Regions from separate parts of the Sus scrofa genome. Here region 2 is linked to region 1. The links are chromatin contacts, called in public HiChIP or PLAC-seq maps. All regions are on one chromosome and are shown on one strand. Each heading gives the region's core, a stretch centred on a gene start, on an enhancer-like site or on the middle of the called end of the contact. The rest is flanking DNA. Distances are from core to core; before and after follow the strand shown.

Region 1 (4,670 bases), core at 1,270-3,769:
TACACACCGTAGAATATTACTCAGCCATAAAAAGAACGAAATAATACCATACGTAGCAAGCAACACGGATGAACTTGGATGAATTATACTAAGTGAAGTCAGACAGAGAAAGACAAATACTGTATGATATCAGTTATACGTGGGACCTGAAAAACACAACAAACAAATGAATAAAACAAAAAAGAGGCAGATATCCAGACGTTAAGCACAAACTAGTGGTTACAAGTGGGGAGAGAGATGGGGGAGGGGCAAGACAAAGGCAGGGGACTTAGAGGTACAATCTATTAGGTATAGAATAAGCTACAAGGATATACTGTACAGGGAATACCGGCAATATTTTACATAGAGTGGGGTATGACTTTAAAAACTGTGGATCACTAGACTGTGCACCTGTAACTAAGAAAGTATTGCATAGCTACTATACTTAACCTAAAATATGAAGTCCCTTTCAGCAGGCCATGCTGTGGTCTGCCGAGGGCATAGGGAGTTAGCAGCTCTGGCTTTCTTACCTCAGCTGACACAGAGAATGCGTCTTGTCAGTAATTACGTAAAGGGGGCATGTTCATTTTCTAGCCCCTGATTCTTATCCATCTGCCAGTTCAGAGTTGGAGGAAGAGAGGTGCTACTGGTGGGGGAGGGGGAGAGGGCATCTTTGAGTCTTCCAACAAAAGTTTCTAACACAGCAAATGCTGGAAGGATATTTTAAAAAGATTCGTGTCTCATAACTTTGCAATTAGCTGAAATGATAACTTCCGGATTAATAAGGTCCCTTATTCAACTATCTGGCATTTCTTTACTATGTTTTATGTGGCCAAGCTCTGTACTAGATGATAAGAAAACAAATACTGATTAGGACATGATTCCTGCTCTTAAGGGGCTTATATCTTAGTAAAGGAAAATATACACAAGAACAAATGTTTTTGGGTATGATCCTTGCTAAGATTGGAGTCCCAAGGCTTTCAGTAAGGAACTAGTCAATCCTCCTACGAGGCAAAAAAAAAAAGGGGGGGGCTAAATAAGTGCTGAGTTAAAAGAGGGACCAAGACATGGAAACAACCTAAATGTCTGTGGACAGAGGAATGGGATAAAGAAGAAGTGGTATGTATATACAATGGAATATTACTCAGCCATAAAAAAGAATGGAATAATGCCATTTGCAGCAGCATGGACGGACCTAGAGATTATCCTACCAAGTGAAGTAAGTCAGAGAAAGACACATACCAGATGATATCACTTATATATGGAATCTTTAATGACACAAAAAACCTTATTTATGAAACAAAAACAGAGGCACAGATTTTGAAGTCAAACTTATGGTTACCAAAGGGGAAGCATCAGGGAGAGGGACAGATTAGGAGTTTGAGATTAACATACACACGCTGCTAACATGAAACAGATAAAGAACAAGGAAGGACCTACTGTATAGCATGGGGAAAATCTACTCAATATTCTGTGATAACCTAAATGGGAAAACAATCTGAAAAAGAATGGATATATGCATGTATGTATGTATGTGTGTGGGTGTGTGTGTGCATATATAACTAAATCACTTTGCTGTACACTTGAAACTAACACAACATTGTCAATCAACTATACTCCAATAAAATTTTTAAAAATTAAAAAAATGAAAAATGAAAAAAGAGGGACCAAGAAACTGTTCTCTCCTGGAACACTGTTCTATTCCACCAAGAGAGCAGAGATTTTAGAGGAGAAACAGGGATGACTGTGGAAGGCGGGGAGGGACCCTCTGGGAAATAAAGAGGAGCAAAGGCAAACATCCCAGCCACACCCACACCTCTAGGCAGCTCTCTAGCCTCCAGCCCGCTTTCTTCCTGCCCTCCACTCACCAGCCCTCTACCTCGTCCCCAGCTCCCTTCCCACTGAATTGTTCTCACTGGCGACTCCAATGACAAGAAGAAAATGTTTTAAATTTAAGCCATTTCCCTGCTTGAAAAGCTATATATTCAGAGGTAGGTCTGTCAGTAATGGCATATATTCTCCTAACACTCAGTAAGTTAAGTAATAATGCTCCAGAGTCGGCCAGCCTAACGTTTTTATATAAAAAAGAACATTTTGCTCAGGCAAATAGATGTTCTTAAATACATTATGATGCTACCCACATGCGCAGGAATTCTTAGCTAGCACACGCAGAGAACCTTCGCATTCATTTAATGCATTACGTAAGACATCTGGAAAACAGGGCAGCGACCGAGGCCTTTACCCTTTGCCTGTTTTTATCTTCCATCTCCAGATCCCAGCTCAGGCTTTTGCAATCTATGCGTCCGTGGGAAACTGCCCCCTTGCCACATCTCCCCGGTCCCACCGTGACCGCAAACCTTCCCCACCCTCCTCCCGCGCTGCTTTCACAGCTTCCCTTCCAGACGGCCACAGGGATCGGCACCTAAGGAGGAGGCAAGGAGCAGGAAAGCCACTCGGGGCACCCCTCCCTCCCCGAACCGGGCAGCACCAGGCTCCACACAGGCCTGGCACCGCAGCCGGGCCCGACACCTGTCCCGGGCAAGCAGGCAGGCACAGGGGGCCCGACCCTGGCACGCCAGAGCGAGGCGGTGCCAATCTGCAAAGGGTAGGGACTCCTGGTCCCAAGCGTATTAGGTTTCACGCAGAAGAGCCAGAAAGAATCTCTCCTGCTCACAGTCCAGTAACAGGACACCCTGGCGGGGAGGGGAGCCCCACATCCCACACAGACATGTGGGCAAGTTCAGAAAGGAGATGACCCAGCACACCTCGTGGGCACCTCCGCCAAGTGGCACTGCGGTCTGGGGCTCGTTCTTAATGCTTCACCTCTCTGGTTTCCTGGGCTTTCTTATAATCACATCATATTATAATCACCGTCTCCCTCTGCGAGAAATCGGTCATGTGATACCACATCAGGACACACTCACAAAACCACTTTTATTTGCTGGGAACCGGGTGTCATCGGTTTTCCTCCAGCTTTCAAACCTCTCCGTGTTTCCCCTATTGCCTCATAATTCCATTTTACGAGGAATTATAACTTTATTTCCAACAAGAAATACGACTGCCATGCAGTTCCAATGATAAGAATTTAAGTTCCCTTAATTCTCTGAGACAAGATTACGGCAAGAGTGACCCTACACGCCAGATTCTAACACAATGCCCATGGCGAATATTCTCTTTTGCCCAAATAAATCACTGAACCGGTCCTCAGATCTCCATGGCTTGGGCCCAAAACACCAGCAAAGAAAATGTTCAAAAAAAAGAAAAAAAAAAAAAGCCAAAAAACCTCTTGCTTTTTCGTAAGCTGAACACAACGCTATTTACATATTCAACCCACCATAGACGTCGCGGTTACAATCAGAGCGTCTGGTCTAGCTCATGCTCTGTCCTTCACTTGCCAGACTTTTCCACAGGAGCATCATAACCGGAAGAACTACTTAATATTCTACTATGTTGATATACTTCAATTTATGAAATCCCTTTGCCACAGTTGGACCTTTAGGCTGTTTCTGCCATTATAAAGATGTTGCAAAAAAACAGTTTTTTGTGCTTATCTTTTCCAGGAACATGAATTATTAAGTCGATGGGGATGAAATCCATGACCACACTGAATTCTACACGAGGAGAAAGTCAAGGCACACTGAGCTGGGACTGCCGATCCCGGCTCTGTCCTCAACCTCCAGCAAGTAACCGAAACTCTAAAGACCATCCCTACACCTTCTAAAATAAGAACGACACCAGCTGGCCTGGCAGTAAATCTGCTGAAGGTCATCTGGTTGATGTGCTGGAAAGGTGAAGTTACACAAATCTTAGCTACCACGACGGGGGAGGTATGCTATTTGGGGCTCTTAACTCAGATACCCAGGGATGCATCTGCCTATGAAAAACTCTGGGGACTTCCCTCAATACACTAAGCATGAAGGTGATGCTGAGATTATAAAAAGGAAAGGGAAACAGGACTGGGCCTAGAGAGCCTCTTGGAAGAGCAGGAGAGGGAGACAGGCCGGACGCTAAGTGCTAGAGCAGGTGTGAACAGGTGCCATGGGAGCAGAGCAGGGACTTGCCAGGGAACCTGGAGAGGAGGTGACATCTGAACTGAGTTGCGAAGGATAGAATGAGAAGGGGGTGAAAGCTTGCGAAGGGGAGGCAGTCTGTAAAAAGGAGGGCAGGGTCTGGCAACGCTGAGGGGCTGGGGAGGCCAGAGTTGAGAAAAGCAGGTGGGCCCTCTGAGGATGGAGAGGAAGCAGGACCCAGGTGAGAAGGGAAGGACCGACCGTGTCTGCCCAGATGAGGCTCTAGGACTGGATCCAGCAAACAACTGGAGACCAGCTAGTGCAGTGACCAGGGGAGTAGCTGTAGTTTTAAGAAGGTGTCACCAGCACGTGTGGCGTGTGCACTGAAGGGGAGACAGCCTGACTGGGGGTTTAATCCTAGGTACCAAATGATGACAAGACTACGGCAGAAGCAGCGGGACCTCAGATTTTCATTTCTACCCACTGGCATGAGGACGTCTTGTCTGCTAGGAATGCTCACTTAGTAAAGGTCAAAACAAATGACAAAGAAGGACCAGAGGAAAAGGCAACTAAACAAGAATGAAAATCTACCATTTGCAGCAACACGGATAAACCTAGAGAATATTACGTTTAGTGAAATAAGTCAGAGAAGGACAAATATGGCCTATCACTTAGATATGG
Region 2 (4,670 bases), core at 1,311-3,810, 72 kb after region 1:
CTGCAAAGACAGAGCAATGTAAATAGTGAGAGACTTAAACTCAGCAAGAGACCAGGTCACTCTCTATCTGTTGGTCCCTGAACTTGATGGCACAAGCCACAAATATACTTCCAAAGGCACAAAAAAATGATGCCCACAACTGACCTGTGAGCTGGGTTTTGGGTTTGCCATGTTCATCTCCTTGGGTCGTCAGCTCCCTCTTTTAACCTGGAATTTCGGTTTCCACCAGGGAGCAACACGACTCTGATGGACCCTCACTGTACCCACGGTAACTTCAAGGAGTTGAGGCAATTAGGACTAGCCTCGCTCCCTTAATTACGGTCTAAACGCAGTGAATTAATGAAACCCCTTCCCAACTACCAAAATACACTTTCAAATTAAAACGAAGCCTGAATTTACAGCCCAGGTTAAATGGATTAAAAGATTAAGGGACTGAGCTCCGGTGCTTTCCCCACCTCACTCTCGCATTTCAACCTCAAATTACCCCCAGCCCTCTGAGGACTGCAGGCCACCCGGCAAGGCGCCTAATTACCCACGAATTAGGCCAACCGTAACCAATTTCGAGATCACAGATCAGATTCTCCCAAACCATGAATCTGCTAATTAAGTTACATGAAAGGCAAACTAACAGGCAATTTGGACATGACATCCATCCACCTGGAAGGAGACCGCGAGCTGGGGTGTGAAAATCCACAGTAGCAGCAGGGCTCTTCCTTACTGCAAGACCATGTACACCAGGATAACTGCAGTTCAAATACATGGAAGCAGAAAGAGACTCTCTTGGGGGAGAGGGGGCAAGCCCAGGGGATGCAGAAGTTTCCAGGCCAGGGATTGAACCTGCTGGCCCTCCTGTAACCAGAGTCCCCGAAGTGACAATGCCAGGTCCTTAACCTGCTGAGCCACCCGGGAACTCCGAGGCTCCTCTTCTTCAATCAAGCACTTCCAGGACACCACACCAGAATGCTCCCTCCAAACCAATAAATGGCTCACAGCCACCTGCTTCAGCACACAGGCCCACTACCGCGTACTTATTTGCTGGGTCTAAAATGGTAATGGAAGGAGTTTAAGCTATGTCCACACGCAGACCCAACACAGCAAACACAGCCTGGCAGCAGTTTTGGCTCATTGTATGGTTCTGATTTCTCATCCAAGGAACAGGGCTGAATTTCAAGGCTTGCTTATCTGCTAAGCTTTGGTATGTCCTGAAGCAGTCTTCCATCAATCCACTTATTTTCCATAAGAAAAAAAAAAATCACAAAAAAACACGTGTCCCCAGCACCCATAATTTAGTGTAAATAAAACAAAGAATTCCCTTGGATATGCTCTTACAGATACACAAAGAAATCACCCAGAAAGAAAACCTCTTCGACCAAAAGGCAGGTTCAACAAGTTGGTAAGAAAACCCATGGGGCCTGTAGCTGCCCCTGGAGCCCTGGCAATCCAGAGCTGGTGCCCTGGAAGTGACAATTCCCCACCAGCCACTTAGCAGAGGGCCAGCCCCACACCAAAGTTACTTCCCAGGGGTCCCAGAGTTGGGGGAGGGCAGGGAAAGGGGGTGTGGGGACCCTCACAAGGGCTCACGAATGAGCCTGTGTTTCCCAAGATGATACGCTGAAGTCCTAAACCCCCAGGATCCCAAAATGTACTCTTACTTAGAAACAGGGCCACACTGGGGCAGGGTGGGCCCCTGTACTGCTGGTGTCCTTCTAAGAAGACAAGGTGTGAAGGAGTCCCTGTTGTGGCTCAGCAGGTTAAGAACCCGACGCTGTCTCTGCGAGGATGTGGGTTCCATCCCCAGCCTTGTTCAATGGGTTAAAGATCTCGCATTGCCACCAGTTGCGTCGCAGGTCACAGACACAGCTCAGATCTGGTGTGGCTGTGGCGTAGGCCGGCAGCCGGAGCTCTGATTCAACCCCTGGCCTGGGGAACTTCCATATGTCGCTAGTGTGCCCTACCCCTCACCCCCAAAAAAAGGCAGTGTGTGAAGACATGGTGACACGGGGGGGGGGGGGGGGCAGCACGTGAGGGCAAAGGCAGAGACCGGATGGATGCAAATGCCAAGGTCACTGCAAACAGGCAGAAACTATGAGGCAAGGAGGGGTCCCCCACAGGTTCAGAAGGAGAGCAACCCTTGCTTTCAGACTCTCAGCCTCCAGAACAAAGAGTTTATAATAAATCCCTGTTGTTTCAAGCCACCCATGTGTGTTACTTTGTAATGGCAGCCCTAGAAAACGAACAACCCACTTGAACTTGGGTTTCTTCCTCCTCCCCTGCTCCACCCAACCCCCTCCGCCGGCCAAGGTACCTGGGCACCGTGAAAAGAGCCACAGGGACCACCTCCACCCCTGTCTGTGGTTTGGCTGGAGAGGCCTCTGTCCCCTGAAGCATCACAGGACAGGCTCAGCCACCCAGACCCTGGCCCCAATTTGATCCCTTCTCTCCAGTGCCCACCTGCCCCTGGGCACCAGCCCTGCTCCTGCACCCCTGTCCTGGGGGCGGGGGGAGCCAGCAGGATGTGCAAGTTCCCTTCAGTGTGGGCCGTGCCTGTGCTGCTTCCGCCCACCCCAGTTTCTCACAGAATTTTTAGAACATTTCTTTCAGTTTTTACTTAAGTAATATCCTTCCTCATGCCTCAACAGCCCCCTACAGACACACTCTCTCTCTCTCCCTCTCCCTCTCTCTCTTTCACACACACACACACACACACAGCCACGTGCCCAGACAGAGGGAGCTGGGCCAGGACACAGATCTGAGTACACACACCACACTGTACTGGGAGCAGCATTCCCATCCCATAACTGAGACTTTCTTGTTACCGGGCCAGGGTTTCCTGCCAGACTCACTTCCCTAATAATGAATGGATTATCCCTGAGAAAGTTCCTCACTTCTCCCTGGGAGCCGACCTCGAGGGCCTCACCCACCTGTTCCCTGGCCCCGCAGGAAGTGGCGGACGGCGTCCCCACACCTGCACGGGGACTCGTTAAGGGAAATGGGATGAGCCGGCTGAAGCTGGATTCCAGGTCTGCTAAACCCCGCGCCGGGGACGTGAGCAGGGCTGAGCCCAGCCTCCCTCCCACCCTGCGCCACTGCATCACCCACGAGACCCTCTCTGCCTCTTCACCCACCGCTGTGTCACCCACAGCACCCTCTCTGCCTCTTGCTATTTCAACTCAAAGTGTAGTTTGAAACGTGCTTCCTCAGGTGCCTTCGCCAGGACCCAGGGCTTTCCCACAATCACCTGGAGGCTTGTGAAAACAGGCCCCTCCCCTAGGGCTGATTCAGCGCCCAGCTCGGCCCAAGGTGGGGTCTGGGAACCGGCCCGACGGGTTCTCAGGTGGTGCTGATCCTGCGGATTGCAGGCCTACCCACGCTCTGAGAACCGCTGCCCCAGCCCTTTCACTGGGGGCGGGCACCGGTCAGCAGCAGGTGGCACCGTCGCAGCCGGCCATCCCCCAACCCCCCGCCCAGAGGTCACAGCCTGCTGTGTTCAGGGAGTACCCCCCATCGCCACCGCCACCGCCATGCCTGGGAAACCTTCTCACAGCTAATCTGAGAGGTCCTCCCTCACCCTGGGCTGGGGAAGGGGTTCAGGGTGAGTCTGGGCCCATTCTGACCTATAAGGGGAAAGCCCGCTGGGGGTGCTCCTGAGAAAGGCACAGGAGGGAGATTCTCTAACCTGCCCACAGACACTGAGGCGGAGGCTGTGAAACCCGCAGCCCTTCTGCACCCAGAGGAGCCAGGTGGTACCAGAGCTAGCACAGCAGGCAGGTGAGAAGGGCCTGGCTGCCCGGCCCCACGTTCACCTGCTCAGCAAACCAACCCGGCACCACCCTGCCTCCCGGCTTCTTGGTAGGTGACATAACACATTCTTTATTTGCTTGAGCTGGTTGAGTCAGGGTTTTCTGTTACTTGAAGCTGAAAATACCTAATCCCCAAAGCAAAGCCAGCTAACAGGACAGCACGTCCATCCAGGACAGAGGGCAAGCTCTCAGCCCGCATCACAACGGCGTGTGTTCTACCAAGTAAGCCTGAAAGTCTTGATCTGAACCCTCCAGATTATTCCAAAAGCTATCCAGCTGACAGTCAGTGGGTGAGAAACACTTAGGGCTAAGCTGGCGTTCTCACTATGGTACAGCAGGTTAAGGATCCAGTGTTATCTCTACAGTGGCTAGGGTCGCTGCTGAGGGGTGGGTTCAATCCCCAGCCCAGTGCAGTGGGTTAAGGATCCAATGTGGCCGCAACTGTGGCACAGGTCAGATCTGATCCCACAACGGCAGCTCAGATTTGATCCCTGGCCTGGGAACTTCCATAGGCCATGGGTGTGGCCAAGAAAGAAAGAAAGAGTGTAAGCTGAAGAAGCTAACCAGCACACATTAAAGGGTTACTAAAGACTCAGCTCTGGGCCAGTCCTCCAAAAGCCATACACAAAGTTTCTTTCAAAGGTTTGCTAGGAAGCCCCGAAGCCCCCGCACTACGGAAGCTCACTAGAGAATGCAATTATTTTCACAAATCCATCTTAACCTTCGTCTCCCTCTGAAGAGAGCAGGTTATCAGGACATCTAGTTGGGAAAATGGTTTTCTAACTTACTTCGTCTTAGAGACAAGGGAGACAAGTGTATCTAGAAAGAGGACACCTCGGCTTACGTACCTGTCCTGCTCCCACAGAGCTC

What was found. HiChIP or PLAC-seq counts read pairs in DNA pulled down with a chosen protein or histone mark.
Region 2: an H3K27ac HiChIP or PLAC-seq map of skeletal muscle shows a contact between it and region 1. The contact joins two enhancer-like sites. A contact is called at or near these places in 10 of 47 Hi-C or Micro-C datasets (brain, fetal heart ventricle, fetal liver and 4 more) and 1 of 2 datasets of contacts at active chromatin or transcription factors (skeletal muscle).

The regions. Positions count from the first base shown.
Region 1 is chr8:75,545,697-75,550,366 of Sscrofa11.1, forward strand. All of the region lies in intron 7 of TMEM131L (transmembrane protein 131-like), which reads right to left. Among named protein-coding and RNA genes, the nearest start is that of TMEM131L, 97 kb to the right of the region's middle. Within about 2 kb of position 2,520, at least 10 of the 83 cell types and tissues checked have an H3K27ac peak or open chromatin away from gene starts, as enhancers often do. A contact at or near this core is called in liver and skeletal muscle, where this site is marked.
Region 2 is chr8:75,617,786-75,622,455 of Sscrofa11.1, forward strand. The region is part of intron 3 of TMEM131L (transmembrane protein 131-like); the gene reads right to left. Among named protein-coding and RNA genes, the nearest start is that of TMEM131L, 25 kb to the right of the region's middle. Within about 2 kb of position 2,561, at least 42 of the 83 cell types and tissues checked have an H3K27ac peak or open chromatin away from gene starts, as enhancers often do. A contact at or near this core is called in liver and skeletal muscle, where this site is marked.